Linked DNA regions of Gossypium hirsutum: region 1 is linked to region 2. A link is a contact called in public Hi-C data. All regions are on one chromosome and are shown on one strand. The core of a region is the stretch at or near the end of the contact, and the rest is flanking DNA. Distances in the headings are between cores, read along the strand shown.

Region 1 (5,914 bases), core at 109-2,608, 57 kb after region 2:
GAACTTTCACATTAGGAAACAGCATAATCCACTCTGTGTTAGCCACTCTTCTGTCGAGACGTTCTTGAATATTTGTCTCTGGTAAATTACCCCTCTCCCAAGTGAACCAGCGGCCCACAAAACCCACATCATATAGGTGACAATCTTCAAGCATTTTCCTGAATAACTCCATCCTTCTTTCATCTCTAGGTAGTCCTCATTTCTTCTCGAATCCATACATGATTTTGTTAAAATCGCCACACACCAACCATGGAATTGCCTCACCCACTGCTAATTTCTTCAAAACTTCACATGAATCGTTTCTGTCCTGTGCATATGAAGAACCATAAAAGCCTGTAAATCTCCATTTAACTCCTTTTTCTTTATCTTCAACTAACACATCAATGTGTCTTTTAGAAAAACTACGTAGTATTAAATCCGTGTCAGTTCTCCATGTTAAACATAAACCTCCTCTCGTACCCTCAGCTGCAACTTCAATCCCGTGTAAGAAACCACATCTTCTACGAACAATTTCTAACTATTTTATACTTAATTTTGTCTCCATGAAAAAGACTATTTGGGGATTATTTATCTTCAGTAAATACCGAAGTCTTTTAACCGTCCGTTGTCTCCCCAAACCACGGACGTTCCAACTTAAGATTTTCATTGCTTCCGGTCGGCTGACCTTTTGGCAGTCGCCGATGATAAAAAGGTAGTGTCCTCCATCTCAACCCTGTTCCGTTTTTCCCCTCATCCCCAATAAAAGTTTCATCTTCCACGTCATACTCTATAGCTACTTTTCCTTGAAAGGATCTTAATCTTTCCTTCCCATAACCAATAGATGATCCTCCCCCAAAGCAACCCACAAGCTAATAATCTATTCCTTCTTTTTGTGTAGATGGTTCTTCCTGGACAATCAAAATTTCTTCTTCTTCATTAATCGAAAGATTTGCTAATCCGGTCTCCATACTTGCAGGATCTGTACAAAAACGATGGAACTCGCCCGCCTTCAAGAGAACAGAGAGGGAATATTCAGAAATTGACGATCATCAAGATTTGAAACAAATAAAACACCAGAACGAAAACAACCAAAAAACCTAATAACTCATGCCAGAGGCGGCAGACAATGCGTGCTAGGGCAGCAGACTATTACTATTTCATACTCTCAATTGCATAATGACTTTTTTAGTTGTTCAACTTAATATATATGTTTCATATTAATTTCAAACTAGATATTTCATTATTTAATAGATGTTATAATGACCCAATTTTATCTGGTCCAGACAAAAATAAATAAATAGAAATAATAGAGTCCATTAACAAAAGTCCATTTACAAAATCCTAAATACCCAAGACACCTAAGTCCAAGCCCAAAAAACCTAAACTAATCAAAAAACTCTAGATCCCCTATGCGCCGCTGTTTCTGGCCATGTCAGTGAATACATTGCCTGAGGATTGCCTCCATTGCCATCATTTCACTGAAATGGCAAGGGTGCGACTCCCTATTGTCGTTGACCACCATAACGACTTGCAAGAAGAAAGAGACAGAAACAGTAACAGAAACAACAATAAAAAAAGGAAAAATAAAAATGAATATCCTGTAATATGTTCGGCTATAAAAGCCATAACAACAAATGCATCTTTTTACAGACAATCGAAAGAGAAATACAGAAAGAAACTATAATAGTTTTTTTTAAAGGTATTTTTCTTTTTTTATTTTTTCGAATATTGCATATATATATAAAAGAATACGAAAGGTTTGTTTTTACCTCTATTACTGTCGTCGGAGTCTTCTATGGCTTAGAAGGCTGCAAAACCCTTGGGGGTTCGCCTAAGGCCGCGTCAGAGGACGACTAGAAACCGAAAGGGCCATTTTTTTGTTGTTGAACTTTGACCGGAGCTAGGGATTTTGACCCCAAATTCGAATTCCCCAAAAGATAGGGACAAAAGGCTTTTTTTTGCGATCTTCGGCCATCAGAGGCAGCAGTCTCTGTTGTCGATGATCGATGGCCACAGTTGAGACTCGCCAACACCAGGGCCGGATATGGAAGGGATGAGAGAAAAAAAGGGGCCTAAAGTTTTTTTTTAAAAGAATAAGTTTAGAAATGATTTTTTTTTTAGAACTTTTTGGTATATATAAGGACCAGGATGCAATGTCGTTTTGGCTAGGCTCTAGAGGCCCCAAAATGACATCGTTTTAAACACAACCCAATGACCCAAACCAAATTCCCTTAGGATCCGTACGTTTTCAAGGGGAGGGTCTAATTGCTTATTTGACCCTCCATCTTTTTTGTTATTTTACAATTTCATCCTACAATTCATTATTTAATTTCTATTTTTTCCCTTTTATTTTACTCTTGTGCAATTTAGTCCCTTGACCCACTATTGACCCTCCGAGGGAAGGACACGTGTAATATGGGTGGGATAACTACCCATTTGGTTCTTGTTCCTTTTCGTATGTTCTATTTTAGTCCTTTTTTTTGCTTTATTTATTTATATAATTCATACTTTAAATTTCATTTAAATTTCCATTTAATCATTCATTTATTTAATTTCACCCCTTTACTTACTTTTTTTTAGCACTTAAAATTTATGATGTTTATATTCTTTTTTTATGCATTTTTTAGGTGGTTATTACATATTTTTATTTATTTATTTATTTTGGTATTATGATAGTGATATGACTATTGCTATTAGTATTATGAATTAATATTTTTATTATTATTATAGTTGCATTATTATTATGGTATTTATTTATTCATTATTTATCATTTTAATATTGATATTTTGCCCACATGGCTATTTTATATTATTTTGCTATCACTATATCATGTATCATGTTTAAATATATTTGTCCATTTTCATATTATACCCAAATAAGTTAAATGCACATAGCTTTAAATGTTACATGATTTTTACTCAATGCATAAAAAAGGATATTTTTAAAACCGAGGCAACGTTCTTTATTTAGAAATTCGAGAAGTTGTGCCTTAACTTATGGGGTTCGACTCTCTCTTTGAACCTAAATAATCGAACATCCTTTTTACAACTAAAAACACATAAGATTTAAATAATAATTAAATAATGAGCAATCTTATTTTCGAGGATTTGAAATGTCGTGCCCTAACTTATAAGACATGACCTTTTTGGGCGTTATGAGGGTGACAAAACATTAAGTAATCAACTAGGTACCAATTTTGGGCATTATGAGGGTGCTAGTCCTTCCTCATTTGTAACCGACTCCCGAACCCATTTCTTGGATTTTGTAGACCAAAAATCATTGTTTTAGTAAACCTAACATTTTATTAAAATTACTAAGTTTTGAGGTGATCCAATCACATCTAATTAAAAATGATTGGTGGTGACTCTATTTTCGTTTTTTTTAAATAAAAAAGTTGATTTCCAAAAAGGTTTCGACAGATGTTTTTTTCACAATGCTTACTTTTGTTCTAAATGCATTCTACATGCATACATATGTGATAGAATTACTAATTAATATAATTTCCTCATTAAATTTAGGTTCACCAATTAATATAATTTCTTTTTAGTATGCATTATCCCACTTGAAAAGTTATAAAATAAGCTTTTCTTATTTTGAAAAATAAAATAAAAAAATGTAGAGTGCAGTGTTATATAACATAAAATGTTAAATATTTTTATTAATAATGTTTAATATTTTATTTTAAGTTGATTTAAGTGTAATTACATATAAATTTTTATTTGATTCAATTCTTGTAAATTATTAACACAATTATTGATATAACATTATTTTATATTTATATATTGCATACATAAATAATTATATTTATCCAATATAAAAATAAATTGATGTATTTATTTCTTTAAATATGTATGATTAAATTTCTACTATACATTTGAACCATAATTTGAGTTTCACGTATATAATTGTACCAAGTTAAAATTCATGTATACAATTACGCATTAAGTCAAAGTTCATATATAATTTTAAGATTTATCCCTTTTAAGTTTGTATATTATTATTAATTTCAAATTATTTGTTGCATTATTACATATATTTTAAATAAGTAGTTTACAAAAGTATATGTGTAGTACAATTGGAATACATTTATCATTCTAAATAAGAAGTATTTAACCATTTAATTTTTTTATTTATATTTAAATTTATTTATTTATTTTAATTTCACACGTATTGCATATATGTTTAGTATTAATTTCAAACTAGACATTTCATTATTTAATAAATGTTATTTTCACTATACTTACTTTTGTTCTAAATACATTCTATGTGCATACATATGTGATAAAATTACTAATTAATATAATTGTCCTGATTAAATGTGATGTCAGCAATTAATATAATTTGTTTTTAGTAGACATTATCCCACTTGACAAGTTATAAATAAGCTTTTCTTATTTTGAAAAATAAAATAAAAAAATGTAGAGTGCAGTGTTATATAACATAAAATCTTAAATATTTTTATTAATAATGTTTAACATTTAGAGTTATTTAAATTATAAAAGTATTTACTTTTCTAAACTTTCTAGGTTTTCACATTTTAAATCTACATTTATTTTATTATTTAAGTATTTATTTAATAACTTATTCGAAAAAAAAATATTGATTAATTGAAAGTTAATATTTTCAAAATAGTTTAATCTTTTAGATGTCCTCGCTCGTTTTGGTGTTGAAAATGGTACTACTATTCGAGGTGGATGATACTGAGGCCCTAGGGGGTCTCCCACAAAATTTTGAAAATTCTTTTTAGACCTTAAAAATATAATAAATTAGAGTTAGGCCCCTTCAAAAAATTTGAAAATTTTCATTAAGTCTTTCAAAAAATTTAAATTTTTTAATTAGATCCCTTAAATTTTTTTTGTTGGTTCTCATTAAGCCTTTAAAAGTTTTAATTAAACCTACCAAAATTTTTAAATATTCTCATTAAATCCTCCAAAATTTTTTAAAAATTTTAATTAAACCCTAAACTTTTAATATAAAAATCCAACACTGACTATCAACGGCAATGGAATGATTTTTCTACTGTTCTCACTATTTTTGAAGTTCCTTTGGTTTCATTGTTCATACTATACTACGTGCCTGTTATAGGCCAGTTTTTCAGAATCATTGAGCTAGTTAATACTTAATATAGTAGATTGTGATGGGACTCCAGCCCCTACTTTGCATATGGAAAGCATTGATAATTTGATTTTATTTGAACCACATATAGGACAATAAGTAAGAATGATGGTTTTCAGAATATTCAAAACTTATCGAGGAAGTATGCCCGAAATTGAAACCTCATTTTGGAGGTTGGGCTTTGGAATCACCAGAGCTACTAATTGTGTATTACCATTTTGTAATGAGATACTTCCATGTTTCTTCCTTTAGGAGGTTGAAGTTGACAGATAATAAAGTCCAAGGAACTTGTCTTTCGGGTTTTCTTTTTTGACTTGGTCGATATCAAAGTCTACCTTGAGCGTAGCAAAGTGGTGAAATTAATTGTATCCAAGAAAAATGAAACGAAAATTGTACCTTCTCATCCATACTCGTTGAAAAGTCTGTTTTGAACAAATAGACTCGTTTTTGCTGCTCTGTCTTCGGTAATGTAATGATTTTCCCACCGTTCCCACTTTGGATTTGAAAAGTCAGCTTCATACCAATTTTTCATACCCCTTTGTCATTTTTTACATATATATCAAAGATCAATACAGAAAACTCGGAAGAACATCTCCCTGTGTTTTGCTGGAATGTTGCAGAACATTTAGCTAAAAGAGCGGCTTAACAAAATTTTTAGAATCTATCATATCTTGTAATACTGAAAAAATTGAAGATGGAATGACTAATCAATCACCGAGGTGACATGTTTGAAATCGTAACTTCATTAACAGAACATATTTTATCACTTGAATTGGGTTGAACTGATTCTGCAATAAAACGTCCAACATAAAATGCAGG
Region 2 (5,710 bases), core at 2,207-4,706:
CCTAAATAAGTGACATATCCTTCTAAATTTCAAAATTCGAGATTTCAATAAGAATTAAATTCAAGTTCATTCTCAAATGTGAGGAATATCGTGTCTTAACTTACGAGATGTGATATTTCATTACCTCAAGACGAGTAGGTCTTTAATTCCCTTCCTAATTTATTCAAGCATTTTAATGAAAAGAGGATTGTATTTTAAATTTCCCTTCAAATTTTCAGCGTTCGAAACCGAGACACTAATTAATCAACTAGGTACCAATTTTTTAGCGTTACGAGCGTGCTAATCCTTCCTCGTACGTAACCGACTCCCGAACCTATTTTTCTGAATTTCGCAGATCAAAAGCATTGTTTTAATAAATCTAAACTATTTATTAAAAATAACCGTTTTACGATGTGACCCGATCACACCTCATCAAAAAAAGATTGATGGCCGCTCCCACATTCGTTTTCATTTTTCAAATCCCAAGTCGGCCCCGTTTTATTAAAAAAATTGTGTCAATATACCCATCTTCGAACTTTATCGAGGATCTAGTTCAGAAATGGAAGCTTCATTGACAGAGACTTGAACGGTTTCTTGTTTAGATTGATTGGAGAGTGAGGATGACTGAGACTTCGTTTCTGTCTCCATGGTGGAATGCATGAAAAATGCAGGTCTCGATGGCACTAGAAGAGACGTGGAATAGCTACTAAGCATGAGAACCACAGAGGCCATGGTTGGTCTGTAAGCAATATTGTCTTGAACACAAAGCAACCCAAGATGGATACATCTCATTATTTCAATTCTGGAGCAATCCCTCAGGATTGGATCTACTACTTCTAAAGCAGTTCCTTCACTCCAGTTTCTCCATACCTGCAAAAGTCGAGGAATATGAACTTACATAGTGTTTTAGCAAGTTCTAATCCAGTAATACCATAACCACAGTATGCAGCTTACATGGGTTAGAAGAGAGTCTCCCACTTCTTGGTTGGAGAAGCTACTGATTTTTTTACCACTAATGATTTCCAAAACCAACACTCCAAAGCTGTAAACATCGGATTTAACTGAATATTGTCCATGCCATGCATACTCAGGAGCCATGTATCCACTGCGGACAAATAAATCTTAATGAATGAATTTAAATGGTAGCTAATCCTCTAGAAGAAGTGCTAATGCTTAGGATCTTTGAGTTTTAGATATCACAAAGTTAACAAATAACATGTAGAAACAAATCCTTCTAAATGCTTACTAGGTCCCAACGACTTTGCTTGTGTCAGCTCGAGTTTGATCAACCGTAAACAATTTCGCCATTCCAAAATCTGAGATTTTAGGATTCATCTCTTCATCTAACAATATGTTGGCTGTTTTTAAGTCGCGATGGATGATTCGGTATTGAGAATCTTCATGAAGATAAAGAAGTCCCTTAGCTATTCCGTTTATAATTTTGTACCTCTTCGTCCAGCTTAGTAGCGAACGCTTTACTGAATCTGCGATTAATCATGAATTTAATAGTAATAACCAGAGATTATCAACTTTTCACCTCTATAGCATGACTTGAGTGGCATTCTACCAAATATATTAAACCATACCGAATATAAAGTTGTCAAGGCTTGAGTTGGGCAGAAACTCATAGATGAGAACCCTTTCTTTTTGTTCCAAGCTAAAACCAAGAAGCCTAACCAAATTCCTGTGTTGTAGCTTCGCCAATAACATCACTTCATTCTTGAATTCTTGTTGTCCTTGTCCCGAATTTTCAGACAGCCTCTTTATAGCTACTTGCCGTCCATCCTCAAGCTTACCCTGATAGTATTTGTAACAAAGAACAATGATAGAAAACACCAACTTTTATTTCCTATTATTTCTTGGAAGCCATCAAACTGGAGGCTTCACTTTCATATATTTATCAATTTTCCAAATCTTAAATTACCTTATAAACAGGACCAAATCCACCTCGTCCCAGTATGTTTGCATCCGAGAAGTCTTTTGTTGCAACTCTTACTGCATCAAAGTCAAATTGCAACGATTCTACACGGGTCTTGGCATCTGCAGGTTGACACAGAACGAATTAAGGCTTGCGGTTAAAGGAGGTCTCATGCCAAAAAAAAAAGTTATAACAAATGAAAACAAGAGAAGAAAGCACTTGCAACTTTTTTGCTCATTTTTATTTCCTAAAGTATAAAACCATGCTTAAACATTGGAAGAAGTACATCAAAAGAGAGTAGAGGACCAACTTACTTTGATCATCCTGCTTGGGTTTCGCGATCCTTTTACGGAGAATAGCTACTGCAAGTATGACAAGTACTGCCACCAAGATAACAATTGGAACAATGATAATGACTAGGGTCTGGGATGAACGGTGGCCACCTTCCTCTGCACAAGCAACAACTTTTCATTCACATCAATTTCTTCCTGAAACCAGCATGCCGACTAGCAGATCGGTAGTTACCTTTTTTGATTGTGTTCACCGACTGTGGCGGAGGACTAGCAGCTGGGGGTGGAGGACTAACAGGTGAGGGTGGAGGAGACAAGGATGGAGAAGTAGTAGAAGCATTGGGTGTATAAAAAGGATACAAATCCCATTGGAAATAACAGCTAGGCCTCTGAACATAACCTCCTTGCTTCCCATGGCAACAGCGTTCATAGTAGCTTATGGATTGCCTTAGGCAGAAATCACAATTCTGGTATGATAAATCTGGAGTGCACTGCATTAGCGCATATATCGTTTGGGTTATTGTAAAATCTGCTTCCCCAGTTGCATACTTAAGAGTAGAAGAGCCGTTGGAAGCGTTTCTCACCACTGTGTCCATCAAACTCTCCCAAACCGTATCAAATTCTGTTAAGTTAAATGTGATATCGCCCGTATTATAGCGTGCATCAGGGACTCCTAGATCCTGCGGGGTTCCATAAAACGAGTGATTTGCATAGTGTACATGACATGGTTTCCCTCCCCATGCAAGGGCTTCCTTCTGGTTGGGACAGTTAGCTATGAGTTCGTGGAATGTAGAATTGACACATTTATAACAATCGTCAGGAGTAGAGTCTCCTCTGCACATACCAAGAGCGTAAACTTTGTCGGCGTTTTGGCCAAAATTGGAAGTAAAGAAACCACCTTTTGCAGAGACATTAGGTGGGAGAGAAGCAAGAAGAAGGTCCCGGTTTTTACCATAGGTACTATTTATGGTGAAATTACCAGTGTCATAGCATCTTATGTAAGCCTCAACAAGACTGATGCAGATAAGCAGATGGGAGAGAATTGAAGAAAGAGCTGTAAGTTTAACCCACATTTTGAGGTTGTATAATTTGAAGGAAATGAAACCCAAAAGAAAGAAGAGGGAACTTATTATTCCAGATTTTTCATGGCAGAGAAGAGGTGGGGGATTGAGTTGCAGAAAGAGTCAAAGAGCGCTCATTAAAGCAAAAGTCTTGAAGCTTTTAAAAGTCAAACGAAACTTGGTCTTTAACTACTCCGTCTTACCTATCTGAGAAAGAAAGGTGTGGTTAGTGGACAATCTTCTTTTGGATTCATTGACAATTGAACGTAATGGTGTTGCAATCCCGCCACAGCTGGAGGTTGAACTTGACAGTTAAAAGACAGACTACCAAACAATATAAAATGTATCTAAAAATGTCCAAAAAGGCTTAATTCATCCAAAACTCATTGAAATTCTTTTAAAGGTAAACTACATAAATTGTGACAGTTTTTTAGTTGGTGAGATTTATTATTATTATTATTAGATAATTTAAATTTAATATTTTAATCACTATGTTAAATCGCTAAGGGAATATTGATGAGGTCATTTTTATCAATATAATAAATTTAATCTTTTAATTTTTTTATAGGTTTTATCAATTTGGTCCTACTTCTAAAAAAATAAATAAATTTAATTCTAACTTTAAATATTATATCAAATTAGTCTTGATTTTAAAAATTTTAAAAATTATTTAAAATTTTATAAAAAATATATACAAAATTATAAATAAATGAATATCTATTTTTTATTTCTAACATAAATTTTATTTATTAAAATAACAATTTTATAAATATAATAGATTAAAAGAAAGACCATAAACAAAATTTTCTTTAATTTTAATTTTACCTTATAAATAATAATTTATTTAATATAGGTACAACCTTATTCTTGTCACATTTATCGAGTACTCAACATTGCATCTCTCAAAACCACCGGCAGTTAAAAGATACACAGAGGAAGATGTGTTCTCGGATTATTTTAGCCACATTTCCTACCAAACAAAATATTAATTGCGAAGAGAGAAATAAATGGTAAAATAAATCTATCTAAAAAATCTTGGAGGGAGGGCTAATTCAGGCCATTCCTAATTTGCCCACACTTTCTTCCAAGTTTGTCCGGATGCCATGAATTCTTCAGCTAATACAATAATGAGTAAACTTGACCCGTTTTCTCATGGAAAATGCTTCCCTTACCGTCCATAGTTGTTTCGTCTCAAACAGACATTTTCCAGCCACCTATCTTAAAAAGGAAATGAATGGATTTCTAAATCCTATCAGTATACGTGTAGAAATTATAAATTTAAAACGTAAATTAAATTTTTTATCATAGTGTTATTATCTATATAAAATTGGTGTTGAATTAACTCGAGACACTAACTTAATAAAATATATTATTAATATATCTAATATATTTATCACAAGAGTGGGCGTGTGGGAATGTTTTTAAACTAGGTATGTTATGCTAATATAATTATGTGTTTATACTCATTGCCTTAAATATGTTGGTATTTGGATATGGCTAAAAGGATATGAACTATAAATGCTTTTAAACTAGGTACGTTATGCTAAGTTGCTAGTGATTTTAATGAATTAGTTATGATTGCACAAGATTTTATATGAGATGCAATAGCTAATTATTTTATAGTATTTGAGCTTCTGTAAACTCGTATGAAGCCTGAGAATGATTGTATTTCATGTTAGATGTATAATTGTTTGATTTTATCATTAAATTGTATGATTTAAATGTGAATTGCTCGTAGTTATTCCGATAATGAATGCGACACACCATAACTAGGACCCAACGATCTAGTCTAGTATCGGGGTGTTACACACTGCACTTCACTTATATATCTATTAGGATTTGGGAACCGATAGTCCAAGTGACCTATAGGATCCGGATCTCCGACCTGAAAAAAAATGTTCACCTATAGGCACAGTCAGTTGAGGACCCCATGGGAATGCAAGATGTTTGTAGAGAGAGCTCGTGTGGTAGAGCTCCCGTAAGCCTCACACAAATGAGGTCACAAGAAGAAAGCTCGTGTAAACCTCGCATGGGTGAGGTTAAGAGTCATGTCTGCGAAAAGGACCCCCGCTTGTGACTGACAGGTGCAAAGTTCACTAGGAGAGTCAGTCCCAGGGTCAGAAAGGACCGCGTGCTCCGCAGGAAAGCGTCTAATAAGCTAAAGGAGACCTAGAGAATGATAGCACCAGGAACAGGGAATGTCAGTGCCCTCGCCCCAAAGGCCAAGACAAAATAGTGGGCCCTATTGTGAGTTGTAATAGTAGCATTAGGAATGTGTTTAAATACCCATGTTTCCCTTAATACAACACAAGAGAATATTACTCAACAATTGGTGCAATAAGTGTGGACTACTTCCGACTGACAAATTTTCTCTAGTTTGATTCAGTTTTATTCAACCTAAAGAGAAAAATAACTCATCCCGACGAGACCTCTCCTTTCATCCCTTCATTCGATCAAGTAGG

The links. A called contact is a pair of places that touch in the nucleus more often than the background predicts.
Region 1: a Hi-C map of leaf shows a contact between it and region 2, with 2.0 times the contacts expected there. The contact joins the enhancer-like site here to the promoter of LOC121218490 in region 2. A contact is called at or near these places in 4 of 34 Hi-C or Micro-C datasets (leaf and petal).

The regions. Positions count from the first base shown.
Region 1 is chrD06:41,515,898-41,521,811 of Gossypium_hirsutum_v2.1, forward strand. LOC121218541 (a long non-coding RNA gene) reads left to right here. Exons shown (of 2, transcript XR_005914922.1): 2 at 1-122. LOC121218540 (cysteine-rich receptor-like protein kinase 10) reads right to left here. Exons shown (of 7, transcript XM_041095867.1): 7 at 5,610-5,914. The coding sequence ends at 5,803. Among protein-coding and RNA genes, the nearest start is that of LOC121218541, 5.4 kb to the left of the region's middle. Within about 2 kb of position 1,359, at least 8 of the 9 cell types and tissues checked have an H3K27ac peak or open chromatin away from gene starts, as enhancers often do. A contact at or near this core is called in leaf, where this site is marked.
Region 2 is chrD06:41,456,819-41,462,528 of Gossypium_hirsutum_v2.1, forward strand. LOC121218490 (putative receptor-like protein kinase At4g00960) reads right to left here and starts at 3,457. Exons shown (of 7, transcript XM_041095733.1): 1 at 2,423-3,457; 2 at 2,212-2,346; 3 at 1,904-2,019; 4 at 1,566-1,776; 5 at 1,226-1,463; 6 at 934-1,084; 7 at 56-849. The coding sequence starts at 3,260. The coding sequence ends at 517.